2 separate regions of the Mus musculus genome follow, and region 1 is linked to region 2. A link is a contact called in public promoter capture Hi-C data. All regions are on one chromosome and are shown on one strand. Each heading gives the region's core, a stretch centred on a gene start, on an enhancer-like site or on the middle of the called end of the contact. The rest is flanking DNA. Distances are from core to core; before and after follow the strand shown. Region 1 holds the start of C9 (complement component 9). Region 2 holds the start of AW549877 (expressed sequence AW549877).

Evidence for each region. Promoter capture Hi-C pulls out the DNA fragments that hold promoters and counts their contacts.
Region 1: a promoter capture Hi-C map of liver shows a contact between it and region 2, with 2.9 times the contacts expected there. The contact joins the promoter of C9 here to the promoter of AW549877 in region 2. A contact is called at or near these places in 2 of 39 promoter capture datasets (cranial neural crest and liver), 1 of 115 datasets of contacts at active chromatin or transcription factors (stem cell-derived neural progenitor cells) and 1 of 9 other capture datasets (adipose tissue).

What each region holds. Positions count from the first base shown.
Region 1 is chr15:6,443,833-6,449,115 of GRCm38.p6, forward strand. C9 (complement component 9) reads left to right here and starts at 1,514. Exons shown (of 11, transcript NM_013485.3): 1 at 1,514-1,651. The coding sequence starts at 1,569.
Region 2 is chr15:3,994,028-3,999,055 of GRCm38.p6, forward strand. AW549877 (expressed sequence AW549877) reads right to left here and starts at 1,719. Exons shown (of 6, transcript NM_145930.3): 1 at 1,588-1,719. The coding sequence starts at 1,687. It overlaps Gm2093 (predicted gene 2093), which reads left to right and starts at 2,012. Exons shown (of 3, transcript NR_045740.1): 1 at 2,012-2,057; 2 at 3,378-3,457.

The DNA of each region.
Region 1 (5,283 bases), core at 264-2,763, 2.4 Mb after region 2:
TGAAGGCTATGAGCACTCCTTTAAGAATCAGTCTTATTACTTGACAATTTTGCATGACTTACATGTCAAGCAAGCACATGGTCTCCACTGTAAGCTGAGAAGTCGGTGGAATTAATTAACTCAAGCTCTGGATGAGAAAAGGAGGAATTAAGAAAAGGGAGATCAGAGACTTTTCTCTCAGTGGCATAGGTAAGATGGTCCTAAAATAACTAGCTCTGTCATCCCACCAACCAGACAGACATCTGTTTTACCTTTGCCTATGCTAATATTCAAGATTTGCTCTATTGTAATTAATCATTTTCTATGAATGTCTCTTAAGAACTGTATCAGGGAGCCATGCAACTTGGTGCAAGCCTGCAGTCTCCATCCTTGGGGAATGGATACAGAATGATCAGGAGTTGAAGGTCATCCTCAACTATGCAAGGGGAGGGTTTGAGGCAAATCTGCCTCCACAAAACAAAACTGCTAGGAACAGCTGGGTATGTGCTCATACCTGTAACTGTAGCAACTGGGTCTAGGCAGAAGGGCTGCAGCAAGTCTCAGGCTAGCCTGAACTACCCTATCAGACCCTGCCCCAAACAAACAAAACACTAGATAAAAAGAGTGTCATGAGACATTGTAAATTCATAATATATTACCCACAAACCTCCAACACATCAGATATCTCTCTACACCCATTGTGTATTCTAAGTCCCAACCCTAGCCACACATTAGGAAGAATTGAGAAGCCCCAGTCAGTTAAATTTGAGTAAGATAAAGACTAACAGCCTTCCACACTTGCAACATCCCTGGGTCATTCTCCTGACTAATCAGTGCTCTCAGAGAGGTTGCACGGTCCACACCCATCAGCGCTTCCAGAACCTTTCCCTCTCAATGGCCCTGGAGAATGTGGAGATGTCAGGCAAGCAGTGTTCCTTATGGCAGAGGATAATCCTATCCTTTTGGTGTGTGCTTCCATCATAATCAGGCCAAATCCATTTGGTGGCTGTTGCTAAAGCCTTGTGGTGCTTACTTTGCATTTTTCAGAAAAATATACATATAAGAGGTGTGTAACTTATACACAAAAAGCTTACATTTCCACACGTTACCTTGCTTGGGTGGAAACAAGCCACATATCTGACTTTCAGAGGGAGAGGTGCTTAGAATATCCCCCACCTATGCCTCATCTTTCATTGTGTTCTTTCTGTAGTTATTCTGAGCCTAGGACTCTATAAGAATAATCCATAGGTCTCTCCCACAAATTATACCTCTCTCTTTAGCTTCCCTTCCAGAGTCTCCCAAGGAAAGAACTGCTAGGATTTTGTTTTATTGGTTGCTTTATTTTTAACCCAGCTCCTAATTTTTCCCCACCTTGGCATTTTTTTTTTTTTTTTTTGGTTTATTGCATAATGACACTTTGTCAATAAGGGAAAATAGCAGTCAGGAATTACAATGACTCTCCATTGGTTGGACCTTGACACTTAGCCTAAGCCAACACCTATGAACAAAACCCAGAACAGAACTGCCCCTTGTCCTCCGGCTGCAAAGGAATGCTTTGCAAGCCTCCAGGGCTCCCCAGGAGGAGCAGCATGGCCTCAGGCATGGCCATCACCTTAGCCCTTGCCATCTTTGCCTTGGGTGTCAATGCACAGATGCCAATACCCGTTTCCAGGTGAGTCCATAGCTTGTCTGTTTATCTCTGGAATTCTACTGTGGAATCTGCTGTCCAGGGCTTAACAGCAAAGTAGGGACAATAAAGGTTAAGCTAAACAGTGACCTATACAACACCCAGGATTTCAACTTTCTAAACAAGTGTATTCATGCTTCTGGGTGTTTGTGCTAAAGGAGGGACTGAAATGTTAATGCTAAGATATTTCCTTTAAACATTTAGGATCAGAGGGAAAAAGAAACGGTTGTCTCCAGTTTCTGATAAATCAGTGCTGATCAGTGTCTATGGGCTGAGAAATTCACAATGAGGAAAGTTAATATTTGTGTCCTTTATCTCAAAACCTAATAATTTTTAACTGTTGGCTGCATGGCCCTTTGGCCCCCACATTAAGCAAAGGCTAACTATTTGTCTTGTCTTCTCTTCTGTGACATTCCATTCCGTGGTCCACATTTTGGTTCCTGGGTCTGAGGGTCTATTTGCTCTACCCAAGAATTGCCATGGTACAGCTTCGATGGTTCTGCTTCCAGCACGGCCTCTTTATTTCCTTCTTATCCGATGCTTCTTGGGTTTGCAAAACCCATAAGGTATAAGGGTGTCCCCGAGGTTGCATGTGCTGGAAACTCAGTCCCCTGGTGTGGCAGCAGAAAGAGGTGGTGGAGCTCTTAAGGGGTAGAAGGTCTCAGGATTCCACAGTCATAAATGGACTATCTCTGAGGAATGGGCCAAGCCTAGCAGGAGTGGCTCCTAGCAGATCTGTCTGGCTAGGTTCTTCCTCCAACTCATGTCTCCTTACATATGTGACTCTTCTGAATACAGGAACTTCCCATTTTGCTTCTAGTGACCATGTTAGGACACAACCACAGGAATCCTGTCCAGATGCCTGTTTGCAATTTGTAGTCATGAGAATTGTGAGAAGAGTAAAATTCTCTCCTGTATGCATCACCCACATCAGGCATTCTGTGTCAGCAACAGAAAACAGAGTGTGACACCATGCCAAATACACCCAGCCAATAAATCAAGGGGACAGTAAAAGCCTCTTGCACATCACTGCACCCAGAAGTGCTAGAGATCACGGCTGCTTGAAGCTCTCCCTTCCTTCCATGTAAATATCACAGAAGACACAAACCCATGTAGTCCATTATAGCTTGTTCTCTGAGGACAGAACAGAAAATTGCCCCAACACCAACACATGCCTGGACACTCTTCCTCCGTCTGCATTAATCATGTCCTGTGTCCAGTTCAATTCCCCTAAGTTTAACCAAAGCCTATTTTGACTTAGCTAGCCACCTTTGTCTGCCTTCACCTTTGCGGAGGTAGAGGCGATTCGGCCTGGGCTCCCCCCACCAATGTGGGTTGCGGTTCACTTTCCAGGAGAGGACTCACAATGGAGATACCGCTCATGTAGCTCTGGGAAGGCTGTTCAGCCAAGGCTTTCCTCCCTTCTCCCCTCCTCCTTTGCGGACATTACCTAATCACTATCTCTCTGTTCAGAAAATAGCTTCACTTTCCGGGTATCTTAACTCAGACGGTATGTGTGCAAAGACAGTTACAGAAGGCAGCTTTGGCATTCTTGTAATTAACCTGACCCTCTCATAGGGTCTTAAAACAATTAAACAGTTCAAATTTCTGGACCGATGCTCAAAACTGAAAGGCTGTGGGAAGATCGCGGTGACTTTGATGTTCACACCTCCTGGATCTGGTCTTACTCATGGGGGCCAGAAAGAACCCTGGCTGGCCCCCAGATCCTGGCACTTGCAGTCTCCAGTTGTGCTGAGCATTCTGCATTCTCACAGACATGCCCTTCAGCCTGTGCCAGAACGGCCCTGCTCAGAACGCTCTGTGCTGTGTCCTTTAAGATGGAGGGTTCGGAGACTTCCTGAGCTACATGAGACCCTTTGCTTAAACAACAGCAGCAATATTTCAAATGATTTCTACACATATATATTCTTCAGAAGTTCATAGCTCGCATCAGGCTACCATTGTCTACCAGTATTGCAGGCTAAACCCCCGTTGACTAGTAGCGGTGCAGGCTGGCATGAATAGCTCAGAGTCTCCTTCCCTTAGTTCGCTGATCCATAAGACCCTGATGGTGGTTATTTCCTGTGGCTGCCATAGCAAAGTCCAAAAATGAATTGTTTTAAATAAGTTATCTGTCTCCCTGGCTGGAGGCTGGAGGTCTGACATCAAGATGTTGAGAAAGCCAAAATCACTCTGTCACTCTGGGGTCAAATTCGGGTTCACACATTGGCACAGCAAGCGTTTTACCTACGGAGTCGTCTTCCCCCCACCCCCCACCAGCCTCCAGAGTTCTTCTTTTATATGGAAACCAGGAGTACTGGATTGGGGCCTACTCCCATGATCCCATCTTAACTCAGTCATCTCTACCCAGATCCTATTTACAAATAAGTTCACATTCTCGAGTTCTAACCAGGTCTTAGAACCTCAGCATATCGTCCATTTTTGCAAGGGAACACAATTCAATCCATACACTTATGATGACAGATTTCATCTTGTAGTGTTCTCATGTGAATGTTATCACATGTGTAACATACTTCAAGCTTCAACCTCAGGCATGTAGAAAAAAACCCAATAAGCATCAGGTATTTTTCATATATATATACCTATATGTATATATATAATGATTTCACTGTTCATTTTGCTTTCAAATGATTCCTTATTCTGGAGGATTGGAGTTACAGTAGCTCTCAGGGGATGCCACAGGGTCCCGTGGAACTTTGATAATGGTAAACTAGATATTTCTAACTCTCACCTCAAGGTGAGTTCCCAGGAGAATAGGTCCTGGGGAAATCACCCTCTCAGATGTTCCTTTGGGTAGTAGAATGGAAAATTTTCACAACCAGTATGAAAAGGAAACAACGGCTCAGAGTATAGCTTCAGGAGCCAGGCTACCTGGAGAGTCCAGTGTCTAGCGCTTCACAGCTGTGTGCCCAAGGCTGATGCTATTTCCTCTAAACTCATAAAATCTTAACAGATGCTCCATATTGCATGAGTCACCCACAATGAAATGTCTGTCTCATACCTGCTGCTCCTGATGTGTAGCGGGTCCTTCGTAAAGGCTGTTGTATACCGGATCACTGCGAATGCATACAATAAGTGTTATAGACTCAGAGATGTGCCTTAAAATGTTAACTCTGGGCATTTTATTATCTTTTTTATCTTCGTAAGCTATGTGAGTTTAACATACAGTCCCAAATAGCTGAAATTTCACCACAGCTAACGATTCCTCATACAGCAAATGCCTTCCTGCTTGGACCAAGTCCACTGTTTTGAACGTGAACAGCCACAGTGGTTTTCTTTTCTTTCTTTCTTTTTCTTTCTTTTTTCTTTTTTTTCTGGAAACTTCTCTTCCTGGAGGGAAGACAGGACCTTCCTTTAATGCATTTCTGGCCCAGAGTTTGACCCCCGTGGTGCGGGTGTGCATTACTTTGATCTGGGGAGCGAGCGCCTTCCCAGCTGAGATTGAAACGCTGGGAGATGGGCTATACTTGATAAGCACATTTCATCTGAGAGCCCAGCAAGTTCCTGGGGCAAACAGAGCTCTGCTCCGCCTAATAGCTCAGCAGGATGACAGGCAGGCAGTGAGAGTCCTGTACACAGGCAGTCCTTAAACTACA
Region 2 (5,028 bases), core at 469-2,968:
ATTTTTCCCGTTAACTTCTGAGATTACTGTAAATGCAAAGACTTGTGCTGAACTGCTGAAGTCGCTGCTGAAGAGGAGTGTCATAGTTATTATTATAGGTCAGGTGTGGTGGTGGCATATCTATCATTCTGGAAAAGTCCATAAAAATACATTCTTTCTACTAGAAATATTTAAAGTAAACTGAGAAGGTTCCTATAATCTTCAGAGAAGGTCCTTCTTATAAGTCTATGCAGGACAATATCATACTGTTAAGAATGAGAACTATATGGCCATAAATACAGAGCACTCTTAAGTGGAATGATGGTTAGCACTCTATTATCTAGTTTGAATAAAATTGAAACTAACGATACTGACAACTCAAGAAAAACATATGACTGTTAAGCTAAGGGACCAATTTCCGATGTCTATTGATTTTGATGTATGAAAAAGGGCCAAGTATAATTCAAATACATATAATCTGGTGTTAAGTAAGCCCTGTTAGTAATTCTCCAGTAAGATTAACGTCAATGTTGCCTAGTAGATTGTAAAGCAGATAGCTACAGTTATGATTTTAGTAAATTTTCAGATGTATAAACAAAGCCTCCAAACAAGGCCATGGAACACTGAACCTCCTTTCCAGGCCTCCTTTCACAATGGATCATAGAATTCTTTCATAAGAAAATATGAATTACTGTTAGGCTCAGTAATAAGTAAGTAAGACTACCTGAGCTCTGGCTGACACATGACCCAGGGAGGTAACAGTGACTACAAATTCTATGTTCCGCTTGCCACAAACCAAAAGATAAAAAGCCTCAGTGTGGTCATATGTGCTTCATTTAATTATAGAACTGATTCCGTAAATACACCAACTAGTCAATCACCTGGGAGAAATGTTTCATTTCGGTCATCGTATGACTCTAATCACAAGAATTTTAAAGCTCATGGATGGTAAAGGCTCAACATTCAAAAAACAAAAAAAGATTACTGTCGAACCAATTGGCAACTGAGAATTTATAAAAAGCAAACCGAGTCTGATGTCAAAAGAATGACGTATTTCCTAACCTATTTTCCCTTCTAAGAAAATACCTAAGGACTAAAATGGGGCGGGGGGGGGAGCATTAAAATTACACCATAACTGTGTACAATATGTATTTACAGCTGAATTTTGAATTGAAAACAAAGTGGAAATTTACAAGGCAGTAATGAAAAAGTGAACTGTCATGCATGTCTCTCTGAATGCAAAAAAAAAAAAAAAAAAAAAAAAAAAAAAAACAACAAAAAAACATACTGTTCATTTTCTGGGCAGTATGAACATTCCGGAGAAAGTCCGTGTGTACTTTTATTTAAAGTCTACCCTTCTCGCAGATTCGACACCACACATCTGGTCGGATGTAAACAAAAAGGATTTCAAGGAACGTAGAAAACGCTGCATGGGTAACAGGACATCTGAGGAGAGGGCAGATGACTGCCCAATGGGGACCAAGCTCAGCAGTGCCAGCACCAGGGACCCCGCCTCGGACCGAAGGCCGCGCCTTCTGGCCACCGAGCGCAGCGGTCCCCTCGCATCTCACCACCGTCCGCCCACTTCCCTCTGCGGCGCTCCCTCACCGTCTTCCCCCGCGGCTTCGCTAAGGTGCTGTATGTGAGCCTGAGCCAGGTCCCCGAGCTCTTCCACCCGCCTCACCACACCGGACACCGCGGCCGCCATGGCCAGCTCGGGCGCGCCCGCCCTGTCCACGTGACCACGTGAGCCCCAGATCACCTGACGGCCTGGCTGGCGGAGTGGGGGCGGAGCCCGCCCAGCCGGTGGGCGGAGACATAGGCTCCGGGCTACGACCGCCCCGGCCCGCAAAGGTCGTTCCGGGTATTTAGTTCCTCCCAGTGGCCCTCTCCCTCCCACAATCCCGTGCTGCGAGGGGCCAGTCGATGATGTAAGGGCACACCTCTCTCCCGCCTTCTAATTTCAACCAATCGGAAGCCGACCATGCCCCGAGCTGAGCCAATAGGACATCGACTCTCTCCGCGGGTGCAGGGAGATTGCAGCCGCAGCAGCTGGCTGGAAGAGGGCGGTTTGGAAGGTCTGGAAAGAGGATTTGCAGCGGTTGGCGCTGTAGTGAAGGAGGTGGACTAAAATAAAACTTGATTGTAATGGTGGGGGCGGGGGGTGGTGGGGGAAGGTCAGAAACGGAAGTCTGCGGACGGGTGAGATTCATCCAAGCTGCGAGACCTAGTGTGAGGGCAGACAACTTGGCAGTCCTCAGCCTGCTAGCTGGCATAACGCTTTCCCCGAATCTTCACCCTGGAGCTTGTTTTTACTCCGGATTGATCTTGGCTAGCTCACACTTAAAGTACCTTAAATGTCTTGCGACCTAAACGTGGCAGCGACCTCACTGTCTTAGTTCACCTTGAGACCTTCCTGACAAGTGTTAAGTGTTCTTCCGGGTCTTAATCAGCACTCAAGTGGTCAAATTGCTTTGCATTCCATGAATGCTAATTCTTGCCTATGGCCACGGAAATCTAATGCTGTTTTGGCTTTTTGTTTGTTCGTTTGTTTCCCCCGGTTTGGCACAATATATTTTGAATAACTCTACCCTTCATCTTAATTTTAAGGTTTTTGTTGTAGCCTGGTAGAAAATATTTAAACTATGAAAATAGTAATGTGATCGTTTAAGAGTGACTAACCACAGTCACTTTTCTGCAAGTGGCCATGATGACCAGTTTTTTTCTCCTGTCATTTTACTCTAAATGCACAGAGCAAAAAACACGTGCTCTGTGTCTTCGGTACTTGTGTAATGCCCTTACGTACTTGGGAAAATGGTTTTTAATAGAAAACAATAATCAACAACAAATCCTTATGATACTTTATAATGAAGAATCTGAAGGCCAGAAAAATTGCATTCTATAATCAAGGTGAACTACAGAATTCAAACTCTTATGCTAGAGTGTTGACTTACTCTGTAATCCCAGAACTTGAGAAGCTAAGGCTGGAGGGGATGCTGGCAGTTCTAGAGCAGCCAGTACATACTGAGACCCAGTTTACAAACAAGCAAGCATCCCACAGAAATTAAGGACCCATATTCTAACATGCCAAACTGCACTAAATAACATTTCCAGGCACAAGCTGGAGAGATCATTGCTGGCAACCACATGGCCACTCCCAACTGTCTAGGCCTCCAGCTCCAGGGCATCTGATGCCTCTTTAGATCTCCATGGGCATTGTATACGGACATATATATGCAGGCAAAATGCACATAAAGAAAAAAATTACAATCATGATGATGCATCAAACTACAGTATTCTATATGGAAAGTCTTAACACTGGGAATTATTGTTCAACTGATATTTTGGTGTGTTCATTTTCAGAGAGAGAGTTGGAAATCTAGTCTTTTTTTTTTCAGATAAGGAGGAGAAGGATGAGACTGTTAACCTCCAAACTAAAGAATACATGATTCTGTGGTTTATTCAAGATCTTAACAAAGTAAGTTCTCATAGAAAGCTGGTTTCATCACAGAGAGACACCGGCAACAACCAGACCTTAGTAATTCACAAGGAAGTATTGAAACACAGAACCCTTGTACTAGAAAAAAAAATGCATTTCCCCTCCAAGTTATAGTTAGTTCTTTTTACTTTAGGAAATGCACATGAATAGAACAAATAAAAGATAAAAGCCATATTTTAAATCTCAGATGATTAGAATGTGCCAAAAATATGAAAGAAGCAAATTGATCACATTCGAACTACCTCCCTTTCCCTAACATACAAAATTTAGCTATATATCCAGCAAAGGAGAAATAAAATCATGTAGATTTTTACGAAAGATTTAAAGTTTTTAAATTTAAATATTTTTAAACAGAAATCTTGCTTGTCTCTGAACTACCAGTTCTGTTACTAATACCAATGGTTTGTAACATTGTTTTGGAAACTTCTCTCACTACCTTTGTTTGGGGTGGCGACAGACTTATTTTCTCATATAAGTGAACCAAATGACTAACAGTGATGTGTATGTGTGAATGTAATTACTTGCCACAGAAGGCTTCTATATACTAGGACCATTACATATTTATTTGGCTATGCATTCTGATTGTTGCCACTGCAACTACAACAGTAAATGCCTCTGCCATAACCCCTGCCCTCTCACAGTTTATCTAGTAAAGCAGTGTAGAGATAATAACAATACACAGCGAATTCAAAATTTTAGAATTATGGGAGGCACTAGGAAGGAAAATTAAAGAAGTAATATTTGATGTGAGATACTGAAGAAGAGGCTCCTCAAGAAATGATAGTGGCACCTAAATGATGGTAAAATTGGCCAATGGAGAGTAATAGTTGCTCAGCCAGAAGCCAATCAAGAGAGAGAAAACACATGATGTCCAGCATAGTGCTAAACACCTCAAGGTCCAGACTCGGGCAAGTGGTGAGCTAGAATCCTGAGTAGAATAGCAAGTCTTTGCTAAGACAAGCGAATGGGGCAAGGCCTCATGGTAATGCGAACATAGAAAATTCAACTTATGGAATTATGAAGCATTAGAATGACAGTGTATCTTTAAGAAGAAGAAAGCTCTGAAGAGCAAGAGTCACAGGTAGAGGAAATAGCTGTACTCGTGGAACGGTTCAGATCTTTCTGGAGAGCCCATGCCCATAGTTTACTGGGTGGCAGTAAGTCACTGGTTCACTTCAGAAAAATGCCCTGGAGCGCCATTTTGTAAAACTTTAAAGAAAAACAGAAAAATCCTCTAAGGCAGTGGTTCTCAACTTTTCCAATGTTGTGATCTTTTAATAATCTACTCATGTTATGGTGACCTGCTGCAGGAAATATTAAAAAGAATGGCAAATTCCCATGCTACACCCAGCCACTCTCAGGTCTCACCTTCCAGTTCTTATCTTGTGGAGACTCTCTAACTCAGAGCTCCAAAATCTCTCCACAGCTCCACCCAGTTCCTGCTGGTGGGTCACTACCATACCAGCCCTATGCTTCAAAACCTCCATGGCCTTTGTGATGCACATCTGGCAAACCTACTCTTTGCCACTGTACCTTTCGCTCTTAAACTC